Regions from separate parts of the Zea mays genome. Here region 1 is linked to region 2. Evidence: chromatin contacts called from public Hi-C data. All regions are on one chromosome and are shown on one strand. The core of a region is the stretch at or near the end of the contact, and the rest is flanking DNA. Distances in the headings are between cores, read along the strand shown. Region 1 holds the start of LOC100276200. Region 2 holds the start of LOC100277126.

Region 1 (4,040 bases), core at 51-2,550, 540 kb before region 2:
CAAAATCTTCACCCATTGGATAGTGAGTTTGGGAAGCAATCATCCAAACTTGATTACATGAGTAATATTCATCCAGTAAAATTAGATGTGTGGTCTAATCTAATAGACAATAAACACAACAACTAACACAACCTCTTACAACCCTTTCACTCAACCTACGACCACCCACCACATCAGCCCATGTGTCACTTTGTGTTTTGTTGTTTTATATGGTAAACAATGTATTTTCTTATTACATATTAGATTTATTGGTGACTTATTGTTGTTGGGTCATATAAAATATAATGTGATAATGCTTTTATTTTTGTTAAGGACCCATTGGGGACCCAATAACTGAATATAGATGGATATGAGATGAATTTTATATCCATAATGGGTATGAATACGGGGACGGGGATGTCTATAGCTTCATGGGAATGGGTATGGATGCCCAAATCCAGCGGTAAATTCTCCATTGTCGCCTCTAACCGGTTCCCAGTCCTGCATGAATCCCCAATTCACTAGCAACTATCCGATCGTAAAAGGGAGGTGGATTGCCTACTTGTGATGGGACTGACTTGAGCAGTCCAGTCTTGGATCACCTCGTTGAGGCTGTTGTGGACGGTCTCGTCGGCGTCGGACAAGGGGGGCAGCCCGGACGCAGCGAGCAGCCGCTGCGTCATGCCACGCTGCGCCATCAAGCTCACGCGGATCTGGTCGATCAGCTCCTGCGGGTAGAGGGATAATTAACCATGGCAAATCGTTAATTATCCCGCGTGTATAAAAAATTATCGAACACGGAAATAAAAACGAAATGTCGAGCCAAAATCAATTAAACTCATTCTTAAATAAAAAAAATAGCACGGTTGTCAGCATCGGCAGCAGGTAAGGCGCGGATTGGTGAAAACATAGGGGGGAAGAGGATACCTGCTTCTGGGTGAGGAGGTCGCGGCACATCTCCTTGAGCGCGGCCGCCTCTTCCTCCAACCGCTTCACCCGCGCCACCAGCTTCGCCGGATTCGCCTGCAACCGCCGCCGCCGATCCCGTCAGCGACGAAAGGAGCGGTTAGGGATGAGGGCGACGAGAATACTGACATGGTCAGGGTAGGCGGCGCGGAACTCAAGGTCGAGTCGGCGCTGCACGTCGGCGAGGGTGCCTCTGGCGTTGGTGAGCGTCAACAGGACGTCGTTCACCGCCGGATGGTACTCCGGCCGCCGCCTGCTCGGATCCGCCGCCATCCTGACGTAGCTTTGGTGGCGGTCCTGGCGGAGGATCAGGATGCGATGTTTGCTCCTATTTTTTATCTTTCTCTGTGTGTGCAGGTGTTGCCGTGTGGGCTAGAAGCATAGAAGGCAGGTACCCGCACCTGCTCGTGCCGCTCTGGTTTTTGAAATTTTTGCGAACTGGAACGAATTGCCGCTTTGGTGGCTTTCGAGTTTCGACACGATGCGTGGGCCCACCTCTCAGACCTACTCCAAGTCTCCAACAGTCCAACTGGTCCAGTTTCCACTGGGTGGCTGCGGCGTTCCGCTGCAGGGTACACGGATTGTAGCGTATTCCCATGCAAATTCACTGTTTTCTCACAAAACGCCATAGAAAAAAACTGATTGTTTGCTTCAAAGTAGCTCTGGGCAAAAAAAAAAAAAAATCCTAAACCCGAAATACCCGAACCCCATATTATCCAAAATCTAAATTTTATTTAGAAATTTCAGGTCACAACTTATGAAACCCAAAATCATTTTGGTTAATTCGGATACCACCTTCGGTCCCAGATAACCCGAACTCCAGGCAACACTAGAATTCTGCAATCGGTGCTGCACTGCTGCCTGTGTCGACTGTGTCCGTGTGCATGCCGATGTCTCTATCTGCCTATCTACCTACCTGTGAGTGCGTGCAAATGCTGAAGAAAGTGCAAGTGTGCAGCCGGTAATAGCAGCAGTGCATGTGAACGACTTGAAGACGTAAAGACCATTTTCCATCCTTCCGTCAGGTAATCAGGCGCACATTGAGTCATGTGAAAGCCAACCAATGCTCAATCTCTTTGGATGATATCCATTTATCTGCAGCCTAGCTAATGTCCTACGATCTGATCAGCTTATTGTGGCTTTTAGTATTTACTACTAGTTTAACTGATGAAAATAATCTAACTGTTTTGAATCAGTTAATAGCTAGAGTAGTTACTATTAGTTTAAATGATCAAAGAGACGTTTTTGTGGGGGATCTGCTCCAACAAGATCAGTTTATAGTCAGCTCTATGCATAGGACTTTGGTCGCTCCGAACATTGTTTCGATAAATCACCCAATCTGGGATTTAAAGATTCCTTTGAAGATTAAAATTTTTTATGTGGCACTTAGTTAAGGGCATAGCCCTAACAAAGGATAATTTAGCAAAAAATAGTGGTATGAAAGTGTTAAATGTTGTGGATGCAACTTAGATGAATCTATTCAACACCTTTTCTTTGAGTGCCATATGGCTAGATGTGTATGAAGAGGGGTGAAAATTTCATTTAACATCGCACCACCATCAAGCATCTAACATATGTTTTGGCACTTGGTTACAAGATTTAAGCTCTAGGCGTAAGAGCTTTATTTGGGGTGGAACATGTGCTCTCTACTGGGCTACATGGTTAAGTCGCAATGATGTTGTTTTTGATAATGCACAAGATTCCACTCATTTGCAGGTCAAAGGAACATATTGAACAAGGTTCTTGACACTGTTGCATAAGGAGGAGGACATACCTCAAGTAAAATGAGGTTGTCGGGTGCTTGAGACGATAATGATAGAAATCTTTTTCGAATAATGGATGGATTTTTTGACATAGATCGAACCCTTAAATTTATGAAACCTTTGTTGAATGTGAGATTTCCGGTCCCGAGTGGAACCCAATGTTTGTTAGTTTAAACAGCCGCATGTATCAACCGATACAGAAGTTGGAATATTAATAAATATTCCCTTTTCTAAAAAAAATTTGGGTAGCACCGCTACAAATACATATAGAATTATATATTCTTCCATTTTAAATATGCAGTTAACGTGGATAAAATCAATTTGGGTACTTCAACAGTACCCGGTACCTGAACCTGAATTGTCGAGTACCCGAATTTACGAGTATCATAATACCCGATGTAAATTTGGATACCACTTTTTTCCAAAAGGGGTTTCCCCCATTTTATTATGAAACAGGAACATAAACAGAACTGTCGAAACATCTCAGTAATTACATGACCATCGCATGGCGGGAGCAACAAACTCCTAATCTATCTTCCTCCAGAACAAGAAAGGAAAAGGAAATACATTGCCCAACAGCCACACACGGCTGGACCATGCCTAACAAGACCAGGAGCCAACAGTTTAGCATCCTATACCAGTTAAAGATAGAAAGAGGAAAAGAGGTGAAACATCAGCATGTTGTTCAAAATAGTCTGACACCCCCAGCAACTTATTTACATAATACGTCTGTTGATTGGCGCCCATCCAAAAGCTCTGTTAAACACCTCTTTAGCCACTCTTTCTGATGAGACTGTTTGCGAATTCCAGTGTCTTTCTTGCCACCCCTCTCTGTAAAATAGCCCATGAGTCCAACCAAAAACCACACAAAAGAAAGATATCAGCAGGATTAGAGTCAATTTTGTCAATGAAACGCATATCATTTCTAATCCTCCACAAAGTCCACATGATTACACCACAACCAATGGTTAACAGATTTCTTTCTGTATTCTTTTGCTTATAAAGCCATTCCTCAAAAAAAATAGCGTTTCGACGCCAGGTATGGATGTTTAGAGCAATTTGAATTACTCTCCAAGAGAAATGTGCAACAAGACAGCCAAAGAAAATATGGTTGGTCGATTCAAAAGTCCACACCAGCCACCTTCGGTCCTGCTGCCAGTTCTTGGCTCTCATGTTTTCTTTTGAAAGGATCTTGTTTTTTACAACTAACCACAGAAACACTTTAATTCTCTATGGTAATTTCACCTTCCAGATATACATGAAGGGCACTCTCTCAAGAAGAGTTCTAGAATCTATGTAAAGGACTTAACAGTAATCCCTTTTTACCTAGCG
Region 2 (3,591 bases), core at 282-2,781:
TTATGCGGTAGAATGAGACTGGCTGGTTTAGGCCTCAGGACACCATTGTGAACTGTTTAGGCTGATGGGAAGCTCCTATTAATTCTCGGTCATCTTTTAGCTTCGGCTATGTATTTTACTGTATTGATCGTACCCTTTGGTGCAGTCACCATTCTGTCAGGAGCTCTACTTTGAGGGATCTCATCTGTCCTTTTTCCCTCTACCTGGCTCAATCACACAATGAAATGGTCAAATGGAAATGCACGTACAAGTTTTTTTTTTCTCAGACCTTATTATTATTATTATTATTATTATTATTATTATTATTATTATTATTATTATTATTATTATTATTATTAAGGGAAGGAGCACGTGTAATTGTCGGTTGGTGACACGCTGACACTCCAAGCTAAGCTAGCTAGCTATGCCTCCTCCCTCTCATCACAGTACACTCACACGTAGCCGCCGTTGACTCGGATGACCTGCCCGTTGATCCAGCCGGCGGCGTCGGTGCACAGGAACCCCACCACGGGCGCCACGTCCGCTGGCTCGGCGAGCCTCCCCATGGGGCACTCGCGCGCGGCGGCGGCCACGCGCTCCTCCGATTTGCCCGCGTAGAACATGGGCGTGGCCACGGGGCCCGGCGCCACGGCGTTGGCCGTGATCCCCATCCCTCCGAGCTCCTTGGCCAGCACCTTTGTCATGGCCTCCACGGCCGCCTTGCTGGCCACGTACGCGCCGTACCCGGGCCGCAGCGACCCCACGTTGGAGGACGAGAGGGTGACGATGCGGCCCGCGCCGCCGCGCGCCAGCCGCCGCGCCGCCTCCCGGCAGCACAGGAACGTGCCGCGCGTGTTCACGCCGAACGCGAGGTCCCACTGCTCGGGCGACGTGTCCGCGATCCGCGGGTACGTCGCGTCCTGCACCCCCGCCGCGGCCACCAGCACGTGCAGCTCCGGCCCGAACGCCGCCTCCGCCGCGTCGAACAGCCGCGCCACCTGCGCCGGGTCCGACACGTCCGCTGCCACCGCCACGGCGCGCGGGTCGCTGTTGCCTGCCGGCGAGGAGTTGTTGAGGGCCGCCACGAGCTGGTCCGCGGGGGCCGGGTCGCCGATGAAGCCGACCACGACGCGGGCGCCCAGGGACGCCAGGTGCGCGGCCACCGCCGAGCCGATGCCCCCGGCGCCTCCTGTCACGATGGCCACCCGGCCGGCGAGAGGCTCGTGGGCTGGATGCGCATCTGCCTGTGGGAACATGCTGCTGCTGCTGCCTGGATCGGCCGTGTGCAAAGCGCGGAGCAGTTTTTTTTTATTTATAAACAAAAACAGAACGCTACCGTACCTGCATGTCCGACGCCGGTGGGGTAGTATCATTCGATCGCCTTGCAGCTTGCATTGGTGCTGCTGTACCGCCCATGCTACAGCTACAGGTACAGGGGACCTCGTGGCCTCGAGAAAACTACTTTCCTACTGCTCTGGACCTCGTGACCTCGACGCATGTCTGTGTCGTGTCGTGTGTCTGTCTCCAGCGACCAAATATCCTGTGTCCGTATACACCCCAACTTTGCAGGATAAAGCCATAAGCCTAGTTTAGAAGCCACAGAATCGGAGAGGATTGGATGGCTAAAATTTCCTTCTTATTTAAAATTAAATAAGAAGAAGATTATAGCCTTCCCAATTCCCTCATATTTTCTAGCTCCCAAATTAACGCTAAAGGTATGTTTGGGAGCAAACATGTAAGAGGAGATTAGATAGGCCAAAAAATAATGACTGATCTTTATTATTTTATTATTGGGTGTTCCTCTCGTGCCTTATTATATAATGGATTATATTTTTTCGCGATGCTCTTTAGCCAGATATTGTACCAATGTCGCTGGTGTCCTCATATCTAAAGATGCCAATGGCCTCGATCTCCGATTCTCTGTGGGAAATTTTTCTATTAGAGAATAAGGATGAAGAAGTTTTTAGAGAACGATGATGGGGAAGTTTTTTTTCTTGAAAATATAGGAATTCTTTAAAAATATGGTTACCAAACTAATCCCAATTGCACAGGGTAAAAGTATGTTTAGAAGCAAAAATAGCATAGACGATTAGAGGGATCAAAATCCTCTTGCTATTGTAAGGATAGAGTTTTTTTATATTTTTCCACCTTTGGCGTACAAAACATAAACCACTTGTCATAAAATATATAATGTCATTATCTTTTTCAAAACTTTAATCACTCGTTTTATTAAAAAGAAATCATTAGTTATTACTTACTATTTTTAATTGTTTTATCATTTAAAGATTGTTTGAGCGTAATAAATTTTGAAATTTCCAAATAAATATTTTATATAAAATGAGTGCTGAAAGCTTTTTAAAGTATACTTATGAACGGAGAGAGTATTATTTTTATAATCTATTGAAGAATTAAATGAGAGATAATATAATCTCATTTATAACCTAATGTGAGAACATGATGCTACCACAGTTTCACCCTCCGTGTTGACACTCTGAGTCCACCTACCACACCGCATAAAAAAATAGTGCAGAGCGAGCACTGAAACTCACACCCTGCTCTAGAATTGTGGGGCTAACCACCAGATCACAAATACCTTAATGTTTAGAAACTAACAATAATTATATTTGAATAAATATCTCAATATCTATTTATATGATATATAATAACTGTAGCAAAGCACGGGCTACTGGCTAGTAAATACTAGAAGGTTATACTGTACCATTACAGATGTGCTTGTGTGCTATTTTCTGGACCGTGAGGAGGGACGAGGGATATTGGTGCTAATCCACGTTGATTTTGAACATTTACTGCTCAACAAGCACTACTACTATTATGTAACAATCCAAATCCAGGCCTGTTCGATTAAAAGTCTTAGGGGCGTTTGACAAAGTCCCTGTAACTCTACTTCCTGCGAGAAGAATAACTCACGTAGAGCTAAACGGTAAAAATCTAAACTATTTTATAGTGGGGGGTGCATTGAATAGTCTCTATTTTGTACTATAAAGTAGGAGAAAAAAAACTACTTCCCATTGTTCCTAGCCCGCTCTTCACTCTCTAACCTCTCAGAAATCACTTCATAGCCTATTTGACAAACGATTTTTGTCAAACAGATTCACTTTTGCTAAAGAATCACTCGAAATCACTCTATTAGAGAATCGGCTCTCGGAGTTAGAGAATCATAGAGCAGAGCTCTGCCAAACGAGCCCTTAGTAATAAAATTGAATAAGCCTTAATGGGTGACCATGGTCCCTCTTTGGTCTTAATGATATACTCATATTCATAAAAGAATGCAACTATGAATTGTAATTACTCCCTCTTTTCCAAATTACAATCCGTTTTATTTTTTACACTAAGTTTAACCGGTTTGTATTATTCAAAAAATCATAATTATTATTAATTTTGTTGTGATATTATTTAGTCTCTAATAGACTTTAAGTATTATGGCTTTGATTTTTTTATTTTTTTCGCAAAAAAAATAAATAAGACGAGACGTTCAAACTTGCTAAAAAAGTCAAACAAATTATAAATCAGGACAGAAGTATAAGTTTAATTAAATTTATAGCAAATAATATTAGCATTTATATCTTCAAATAAATCCTATAACTAATCTAA

The links. A called contact is a pair of places that touch in the nucleus more often than the background predicts.
Region 1: a contact with region 2 is called in a Hi-C map of leaf mesophyll, with 4 times the contacts expected there. The contact joins the promoter of LOC100276200 here to the promoter of LOC100277126 in region 2. A contact is called at or near these places in 8 of 25 Hi-C or Micro-C datasets (bundle sheath, ear, endosperm and 3 more).

The regions. Positions count from the first base shown.
Region 1 is chr4:179,670,281-179,674,320 of Zm-B73-REFERENCE-NAM-5.0, reverse strand. LOC100276200 reads right to left here and starts at 1,300. Exons shown (of 4, transcript NM_001150045.2): 1 at 1,075-1,300; 2 at 907-1,002; 3 at 542-707. The coding sequence starts at 1,218.
Region 2 is chr4:179,127,850-179,131,440 of Zm-B73-REFERENCE-NAM-5.0, reverse strand. LOC100277126 reads right to left here and starts at 1,531. Exons shown (of 1, transcript NM_001150783.2): 1 at 314-1,531. The coding sequence starts at 1,235. The coding sequence ends at 432. It also overlaps a transcript of LOC100381621 not described here.